2 separate regions of the Mus musculus genome follow, and region 1 is linked to region 2. A link is a contact called in public Micro-C data. All regions are on one chromosome and are shown on one strand. Each heading gives the region's core, a stretch centred on a gene start, on an enhancer-like site or on the middle of the called end of the contact. The rest is flanking DNA. Distances are from core to core; before and after follow the strand shown.

Region 1 (4,263 bases), core at 1,630-4,129, 100 kb after region 2:
ATTGGTGGTAGTTATTCTTAACAAAAAATATTAATTAGTTGCAAATAAGATCATTATTGTAAAAGGCCCCTCCTCAGGGCCTAGCACTTGCTGATCCATACCTTGGACCTTCCCGGACTCCGGGCTGAGCCTGCTTATGCTTTTGTATCATTCCGTACAGGAGGAAGCAGAGGCCCAGGAAACAGAAGGCATTTTCTCAAGGTCACCCAGCACAACAGTAGGTCAGAGTAGGTGGCCCCTTACTGCCTATATGTATGCATTGGGTCCCCTTCATCTCAGAGGTTCCAGAGCAGACTCTCATGGGACACAGAGCTGAGGTCACTGTCCTTTGCCCAGAGTGTAAGGATGCAGGGGTTGGCCCTTTACTCTGTTCAAGCCTTCTGTGATTGAGCTGTGGATGGTGTCTCTTCCCAGGTTATCTCAGCCTCAGGCTCCCTGGAGGGGGGTGGGGGTCCCTCCTGGGGCTAAGATGCATTTTTCTCACCCCCGCCTGGGCTGTTCAGAGAAGTAATTTCTCTTCAACCAGCTGGATTTGAATATGGAAACAATTTGTAATTACTCCAAGTCCTCCTGGGCGGGCAAGCAAGCAGGCAGGCAGGCAGGCGGGTGGCATTATCACCAGAGTGAGTCTGGAAGGGCAGGGGCTCCTGGGAAAGCAGGTGGGGGAAGCCCTCATATGGGGGGGGGCTTCCCAACATCTGTCCTAGTCCAGACAGCTGTACAACCCCTGACAACTCCTGCTGCCTCTACCCAGTTTACCTAGCTTCTCCTTCCAAGGCTGCCCGGTGAGTCCCTCAACACCCACCATTTCCATAGGGCGGGAAGTCAAGAAGTCAGGACTAAGAGAAACAGATAAATAACTTCCCTGTCTCCCGGAGGCGGCCCCTCCCGTCACCCCTTACCCAGCTGGATCTCTGAGAGCCAAGGAAGAGGGTGGCTTTAGAGATCCAGCTGCATCACATCTGTAAGAGACCTGCCTGCCTTTCTCTTGGTGCTAGGTCTCTAGCATGCAAATGATCATGAATATTCATAAAGAGGGAGGCAGGCTCCCTATAGGGAGAGGAAGGGGCTAGAGCTCTGGAGAGCAAATGTTGCAGGGACTTCCAGAGATTGGTCTTTGCATCCTTGTGAGAGCAGTCCATGTCCTAATCACGTTTCCCACTTTTGTCTACCTCCTCAAAGCTCCCAACTCCGCAACTCTGTTGCTTCTCACAGTAGGCAAGAAAAGAAGGAGCCCAGGATTTCCCACTGCGTCTGGTGGCTGTCATTGCCTTGCAGATGGCAAAGCCTGCCTGGCTCAACTCTCACACTGGTAGTTGAGCCTTCTAACTATGCCAGGGTATGTTTGAAGATGCTTATCAAGAATCCAGGAGCTCTGCCTGCCAGTGCGAGGCCCAAGGCATTGGCCTTCTCAGGGCTCCCACAGGAAAAGGGGAGGTGTAAGCCCAGACCGCCTCCCTGTTTCACACAGCTTCATAAATTCCCTTAAGGTGACAGGTGAGCTTCCTTCATCGTCCCTTATTACCTCCTTCCATTAAAGTCGATAATCTCTCCCAATCACTCACAACAAATGTCACCAGGACAGCTTTAGGGGGGAGGGACAGAGGGAAGAGACAGGAGAAGTTCTCTGCCTCTTTTTGGTAACTCCTCTGGGAAGAGGTGGGCTTTTCTCATCTTGCCACAGCCTGTAGGCGACAAAAGTCGAGTTATGGTGGGGGCGGGGGAGGGGAAGTTAGCAATGAATGGGCCGTGGACCACCTTGTCCTTACAGGACTGGTCCCTCCACGTGTGTGAACCTTCCCAAGTATGTCCCAAAGTCATTCCACCCTCGTTGCAAAGCTGCCCCCTGCTGGCTTCTCTGCCCAGAGTCATCGGATTAACCTACTTGTTTTGGCTGCTGTGGTGTGTCCCCAGTCGGCCCACCTTCCTGATGGCAACATGCCCAGGCCACAAACAGCCTGACCAGAGCCCTGAGCCATGGACATCTCTCCGGGTACCGCCTGAGCCGTGTGGGCTTAGGCTCCACCCAACTGTTCCTCGGCACAGTGCCAGGATGGGGTGGGTCTGTGCATCTCTGTGGCTTCTACACAAACAGATGCAACATGGGGGCGCCCCTGGCACAGAGAAAGGCACTTGTGGGAGAAGAGACTTGGGAAAACATGTAACATACTGCACACGTGTAGCATCCCCGTGCCTAGGGACATACAATATCACAGCGATGAACACCAGAATATGCAGTAAACATGCCACGCTGCGGGGGTATGTGTGTTGCTTCTATACCCATAGCATGCTACACACATGTGGCACCTGTGAGCTTCTACATATAATTCTTAAGGCACATGGAAAAAGCAGCATGCATTCAGGACCTGAGCGCATGTCAATGCATATGTGCAGCATTTGCATGCACCCAGCCAGGCAATATTGCAGTGCACACGCAGGGCACCTGTATGCATATATAAAGTTCAGTGCACCGAGTGTCACCTGCATGCACAGGGACACGCAATGCAATATGCACTGCATAATGGGGAGGGGGGAGAAAACGCTTTAGCCTCCACAGCTCGGGAGACCCTGGCTGCGCTAGACGCCACTAGTCTGGGGTTTCGCTGGAGGGGTATCACCGGGAGGCTCACTCTGCAGTCCAGGCGGTCACAGGCAGGGTGGGGGCTTACCCTGGGCTTCTCCCGCGCCGGCGCCTGGGGCCCAGGGTGGGGAGGGGGAGGGCGCGCTTGGCTCGGCTGGCGCTGCTCCCCCTTTAACAGGAGGCGGCGCGCGTCGCCCCCGCCCCCCCGCCCCTTCTCCCGCGGCTCCTCGCGCCCGGCCCGGCGCGCGCCCCCTCCCGGGCCCGGCCCGCGCAGGCGCCGCGTCCCGCCTCGGCCGTCACTCGGCCCGGCGCGCGCTGCGGGCAGCGGCCGGAGCGGCCGGAGGAATCCGGTTCGGTGGCAGCGGCGGCGCTGGGAGGCAGAGAGGAGGATGCGGCACCGGCGATCAGAGGCTGGGGCTGCGGCCGCCACCCGCGAATAGGAGGCGGCGCGCGGCGCGGGCGGTGCTCGGGGCGGGGAGCGGGGGGCGGCGCGGCGAGGAGGCGGCGGCGGCGGCAGGAGCCCGCGCCCGGCCCGGCGCCCGCCCGCCCGCCCCGTGCAGCTCCGCGGTGCTTGCTCTGCACCCGCCGCTCGGCGGAGCGGGAGCCTCGGGCCTCGGCGCGGCTGCGGCGAGCTGCCCTGCGCCCAGCCCGGCCCCCGCCTTAGGGATGGCAAACTTGCGCCCCGCGGCCGCCTCCACTAGCGCCGGCCCCCGCTCCTGCTGCTGACGGCGCCCAGGTGAGTGCTCGGCCCCAGACCCCGGCCGGCCCCGCACTGAACCCTCGCGCGCAGTCCCGAGTGCCCGCACTCAGGGTGCTCCGTGAGCCGGTCTTGCTTAATTCTCCTCCGGCCAGAACAGAGTCTGTCCAGCGCTCACCCAACCCCCGTCTTAAGAGGGACTCCCGAGGCCCGGGCCGAAGCCCCCTTAGTCTCCCGCGAACCCCTTTGCTACCCCCTCCCCCAGCCTGGACCGACCCCTTGCCGTCTGTGTCAAAGTCCCCCACCTTTAGAATCTTGACCCAGACTGCCACACCGCTGTCGCGAGTCTTGCCCTGTCTCGGCCAAGATCCCAGCAGTGCGCCCCCGGTCTTGATTTGAACCCCCTCTCCAACCTGCAGCTCGACTGTCCTCCCCCCTCCCCCATCTCCCCTCCTAGTCTGGCCGCGGGACTCTGGACCTCTCCTCCACTCTGCCCGGAGTCGTTTCGGTCCCCAACTGTGTCTGCTAGTGCCCTCCCCCGCGCCTGCACGGCGACCATGCTTCCCCTCTATTTCTGCCCCGAGTGCCCCTTCCCCCATATCTGCCCAGAGTCCCGCCTTCCCTTTCCAATCTCTGATGCAAGTCCCCTCCCCCTCAGCCTGGAATTGGGGCCGTGTCCCCCTTGCTCCTCCAAGCCCCTTTCCCCAGGCCGTGATCTCCATCGAACCCGCATCCGACTCCCGCGTTCGTCTTTGGCCGGACACCCGCCTCCCTCCCCCCGCATCCTTATCCTCCCACCACCGGTCTCAGAGCCAGGCACCAGACGCACTCTCCTGCACCCCCGGGGGCTGGCATGATTTGGGGGACTGGAGGCTGTGAAGTTGGCGGCCACTCCTGCAGTCGGCTCGGTCCGAGAGCACAGCAGCGGGAAATCCTCCGCGCCACGGCTAGTGCAGAACGGGCGACCAGTCTGTTGCCCGCGGGG
Region 2 (4,339 bases), core at 1,044-3,543:
AAGGTGTGTGTGTGTGTGTGTGTGTGTGTGTCCGAGGCCTGTGGAAGGATGCTAAGCAAGTGTTCAGCTTCAGTCTCATGTTTCAGTTCTCATTTGTGTGAGCTCGTCACCTGCTCGGCTACTTTTATCTCTGCTATTTAATATGCTCAGAGAAAATGAAATGCCAGCCCAGAATTCTACCCCGGCAAAAACATACTCCAGGAATGAAGACTGAGCGAAGCAGAAGACACGGGGCCATTCCACAGGGCTGCACAGGGCCATTCCACAGGGCTCCCTCAACCTCCCCTCACTGCCTACCCGTTCTCTAATAAGTCCAGAAATTCGGGCAGGTGAGGAATGGACCCGTCCGATTCATTTTCTTTCCTCTTATCTCTTTGGGTTTATTTATTTTTTGAGATAAGATCTCCCTCTGGCTTTGCTGGATCTTTCTATTAGACCAGGCTGGTCTAGAATTCACAGAGATCTGCCTGAACCTCACCAAACTCAGCCCTCAGTCCAGGGCTTACCCCAATTCTGCCTTAGTTCAAACTACTATTGTCCCAGCCGTTCTACAGCAGCAGCTCCTGACTGGTCTCACTGCTTCCTTTTACTTGTCTTCTGTCTGTCTGCCTGCCTGCCTGCCTGCCTGTCTGTCTGTCAGTGTGTCTGTGTGTCTGTCTTCTGTGCGCATGTGTCTAAGTACCCTCACACAGATGCCACGTGTGGAGGTCAGAGGAGAGCTCCTAGGGGCGGATTGCTCTCAGTCACGTCTGCCTTGGGGATTGAACTCAGGCTGTCAAGCTCGGCAGCAAGCCCCCTTACCTCCTGAGCCATCTCATCCACCCTCTGTTTCTTTTCTTACCAGCCACATCCTATTTTTGGCCCAGCAGCCATTTTGGAATGTAGGGGAGATATTATTTCTCTGCTCAGTCCCTCCAAAGCCTTCCTTACCACAGAAAATGCAAATTCAGGGCCCTGACTTAATTTAATCCTACTTCTCCCTATATGTGTACAAACACACACACACACACACACACACACACACACACACATGCTTCTCCAGCCACACCTGAACCCTGCTGACCTCACACAGGTCAACTCAGGGCCCCAGCTCCACCCCCAACTCTGGCCAACTCCACTCTCCTGCCTGGAATGTCTCTGCCAGCCTCGGGACTAGCAGCTTCCTCTTCTTCATCCCCGTTCAAGTGTTCGTTCATCAGGAAGGGCTTCTCCCAACCATCTAAAACAGGAGTCCTCCCCACTTCCTAGTCCCTTCTCCACTTCAGTTTTCTCTGTAAATTATGACTGTGTAATGTTAATGTCTAGATTCTAATGTAAGCTTCCGGAGGCCAAGAACCTTGTCTCGTTCATCTCGTTAGTCCTGTGTGCCTAGAGCACTGCTGTCGAGGAGCAAGGCTCTCAGCACACACCCGTGGAACGAACTGCCGTCCTTTGTGTCTGTTTTATACCGAGAGAAAGCAAGTAAAAAATATTTTAATGCAAACATAGCTCAAGTCTCTAACTCCATCAGCTCGTTGCTAGTGAGTAGGGTTTAATTCCCTGCTTGCATTAGCGCCCTGTTTGTGTGCTGACAAGTCCTTAGTTCTCCTTAGAGGCTCCTCAGTTATCTTTGGGACTCCGTGGAGAATGGCTCATGGGAGTGGCCCTGGGCAGGTGAGCAAGAGAGAGCTCCTTGCTAAAGCTGCAGGAATTCTGTGAGCTGCTCGGTACACTGTGGTAGTGTGAAATTGGCCCCGGTGGGAATATTTACATCACGGAAGTGGGCAAATGCTGCAAAACAGAGTAGTTTAATTTTTATTTTTAAAAGAAAGAACCAGTTTCCTAACACAAGGATTCCTCAACGAGTTAGCAAAGGATGACCCCCTAGGTGTCTAGATGCTCTCCTCCCCCCCTTCCCCCCGGGCTCCTGGAGCTCCACCCCCACTGTCATCCTGAGAAAGGCAAAGTCCCTGCCAAGGCTGCATACCACATCCTGTCAGCCAGCCAAAGGTAAAGTTCAGGCCCACAGAAAGTCCTTCCCTACAGAAACAGAGCAAGTATCTAAAGTTCCCCTTGCGCCCCCCCCCCCCCCCCGCCCCTGTCCTGTACCCTTTCCTCTGGGACCATTTGGAAACTTAAAAATTGTGCACATGCCTTGGAGAGAGAGTTCAGATGTTAAAGTATGTGCTGCGTAAATGTGAGAATGGAAGTTTGGATGTCCAGGACCCATGAAAGGCTGGGTGGACGTGGTGGCCTGCTGGAAGGCAGAGCAAGCTATCTCCAGAGTAGGCTAGTGCAACCAGCCATATCGGTGAGCTCTGGGTTTGACTGAGAGAGCCTGCCTCGATGAATGAGGCAGAAAAGCAGCGAAGGAGGAACTTCTTCCTTTTCGGTTTGTTGTTCTGTTTCGAAACAGGATCTTGAAGCCTGGGCTGTAGTTCAGTGGTAGAGCATTTGCCTGCAGTTGGCTGAGATCCCCTGGATTCTATGCCCAGAGTTACAAGTTACAGGAGAGATGGGGAGAGAGAGACAGACACACACACCCACAGAGAATCAGAGACAGACAGAGACACAGAGACAGAGAGAGACAGGGACACAGACAGAGATAGAGAGATAGCAAGTGAGTGTGCTTGAGAGAGACAGAGAGACAGAGAGACAGAGACAGACAGAAATACACACACACACACACACACACACACACACACACACACACGGAGAGGCTAAAGACTGTGCTGTGGCCTCAGTCCTGAGTTTAAGTGTTCATCCTGCCTCAGCCTCCTTAAGCTGTAATTTATTTATTGCAGAACAAGTGGAGATTTATTAAAAAGAAGCCAAAGTCTAGCAAATTTGTAGGCTTAAATCTCCCAAACCAGGAAGAGGTGGTGCACGCCTTTCTTTAATCCCAGCACTCGGCAGAGGCAGAGGCAGAGGCAGAGGCAGAGGCAGAGGCAGAGGCAGAGGCAGAGGCAGAGGCAGAGGTAGAGGGGCAGAGGCAGAGGGGCAGAGGCAGAGGGGCAGAAGCAGAGGCAGAGAGGCAGAGAGGCAGAGAGGCAGAGAGGCAGAGAGGCAGAGAGGCAGAGAGGCAGAGAGGCAGAGAGGCAGAGAGGCAGAGAGGCAGAGAGGCAGAGGCAGAGAGGCAGGCAGATCTCTGAGTTTGAGGCCAGCCTGGTCTATGGAGTTCCAGGACAGTCGAGGCTACACAGAGAAACCTTGTCTCAAACAAACAAACAAACAAACAAACAACAACAAAAACAAAGGCCTCCCAGGACAGATGGGAGCTGGAGACCTCATCTGTGGCCGAGCATTCTCAGGAAGACACTGTACGTTGTGGGTGGGGCGGCTCCTGAGAAAAGGGAGCTGTTAAGCCAGGAGCCGGATGGGAAGGTTAGGATGCAAGAACGGGTAGGAAGTCCCAGGTGTGCGCAGCCGCAGAAGCCAAGGGAAGGACACTCTGTGACTGATAGGTGACCAGCTTCCATCTGGAGATCAGGCCAGAGCAGCTTGTGTGGAGGGAGAAGTGAGACGCTAGGCTGAGGAGGAGCTAACACTGGCAGGGAAGCAGAGGCTGAAAGTGGCCACAGGCAGGCTGGGAGCCGCAGAGGAAACAAAGACTGACGGACCTGGCTAGGCTGCCACATCTCGCCACTCCTCAGTAGTCTAGGATTTAGCCAGTTTTTAAATGCCCCACCAATCTCCATGGAAACCAGAGCCTTGAGCATGCTGGGTAAGCAGTCTGCCACCACGCAACTACTAGCCCTCTTCCCATATCTGACAAATTAAAGTGGCTGTTTTTTTTTTAATTTGCATTTATTTGATTATCAGTGAAGATTAGCAAATTTTGTGTGTGGAGGGCTATTTGTTTTTGAGACAGTCTCTGTTTTCTAGGCTGGCTTCCAACTCCTAGATAAATCCTGCCTCTACCTACTGGGATGACAGGCTTATACAACAAAGCCCAGTGGTGCTGGGTTGCAGGGCCTTGTGCATAGTAGGTGTGATGGTTGAATATGCTTAGCTCAGGGAGTGGCCCTATTAGGGGGTATGGCCTTGTTGGAGAAGGTGTGTCACTGTGGGCGTGGGCTTTAAAACCCTAACTGCCTGGAAGCCAGTCTTAGGGGGTTTTTGTTTGTTTGTTTGTTTTATTTATTTATTTATTTTTTTTGGTTTTTCCAGACAGGGTCTCTCTGTACAGCTCCGGCTGTCCTGGAACTCACTCTGTAGACCAGGCTGACCTCGAACTCAGAAATCCTCCTGCCTCTGCCTCCCAAGTGCTGGGACTAAAGGTGTGTGTCACCACTGCCCGGCTGGAAGCCAGTCTTCTAGCAGCCTTCAGATGAAGATGTAGAACTCTCAGCTCCTCCAG

What was found. Hi-C and Micro-C count contacts between places; a contact is called where the count stands out from the background.
Region 1: a Micro-C map of embryonic stem cells shows a contact between it and region 2, with 1.7 times the contacts expected there. The contact joins the promoter of Adgrb2 here to the enhancer-like site in region 2. A contact is called at or near these places in 1 of 484 Hi-C or Micro-C datasets (embryonic stem cells), 2 of 115 datasets of contacts at active chromatin or transcription factors (embryonic stem cells and memory CD8 T cells) and 1 of 9 other capture datasets (pancreatic islet).

What each region holds. Positions count from the first base shown.
Region 1 is chr4:129,981,991-129,986,253 of GRCm38.p6, forward strand. Adgrb2 (adhesion G protein-coupled receptor B2) reads left to right here and starts at 2,880. Exons shown (of 30, transcript NM_001290715.2): 1 at 2,880-3,317.
Region 2 is chr4:129,880,763-129,885,101 of GRCm38.p6, forward strand. No RefSeq gene overlaps it. Among named protein-coding and RNA genes, the nearest start is that of E330017L17Rik, 23 kb to the right of the region's middle. Within about 2 kb of position 2,294, at least 237 of the 459 cell types and tissues checked have an H3K27ac peak or open chromatin away from gene starts, as enhancers often do. A contact at or near this core is called in embryonic stem cells and memory CD8 T cells, where this site is marked.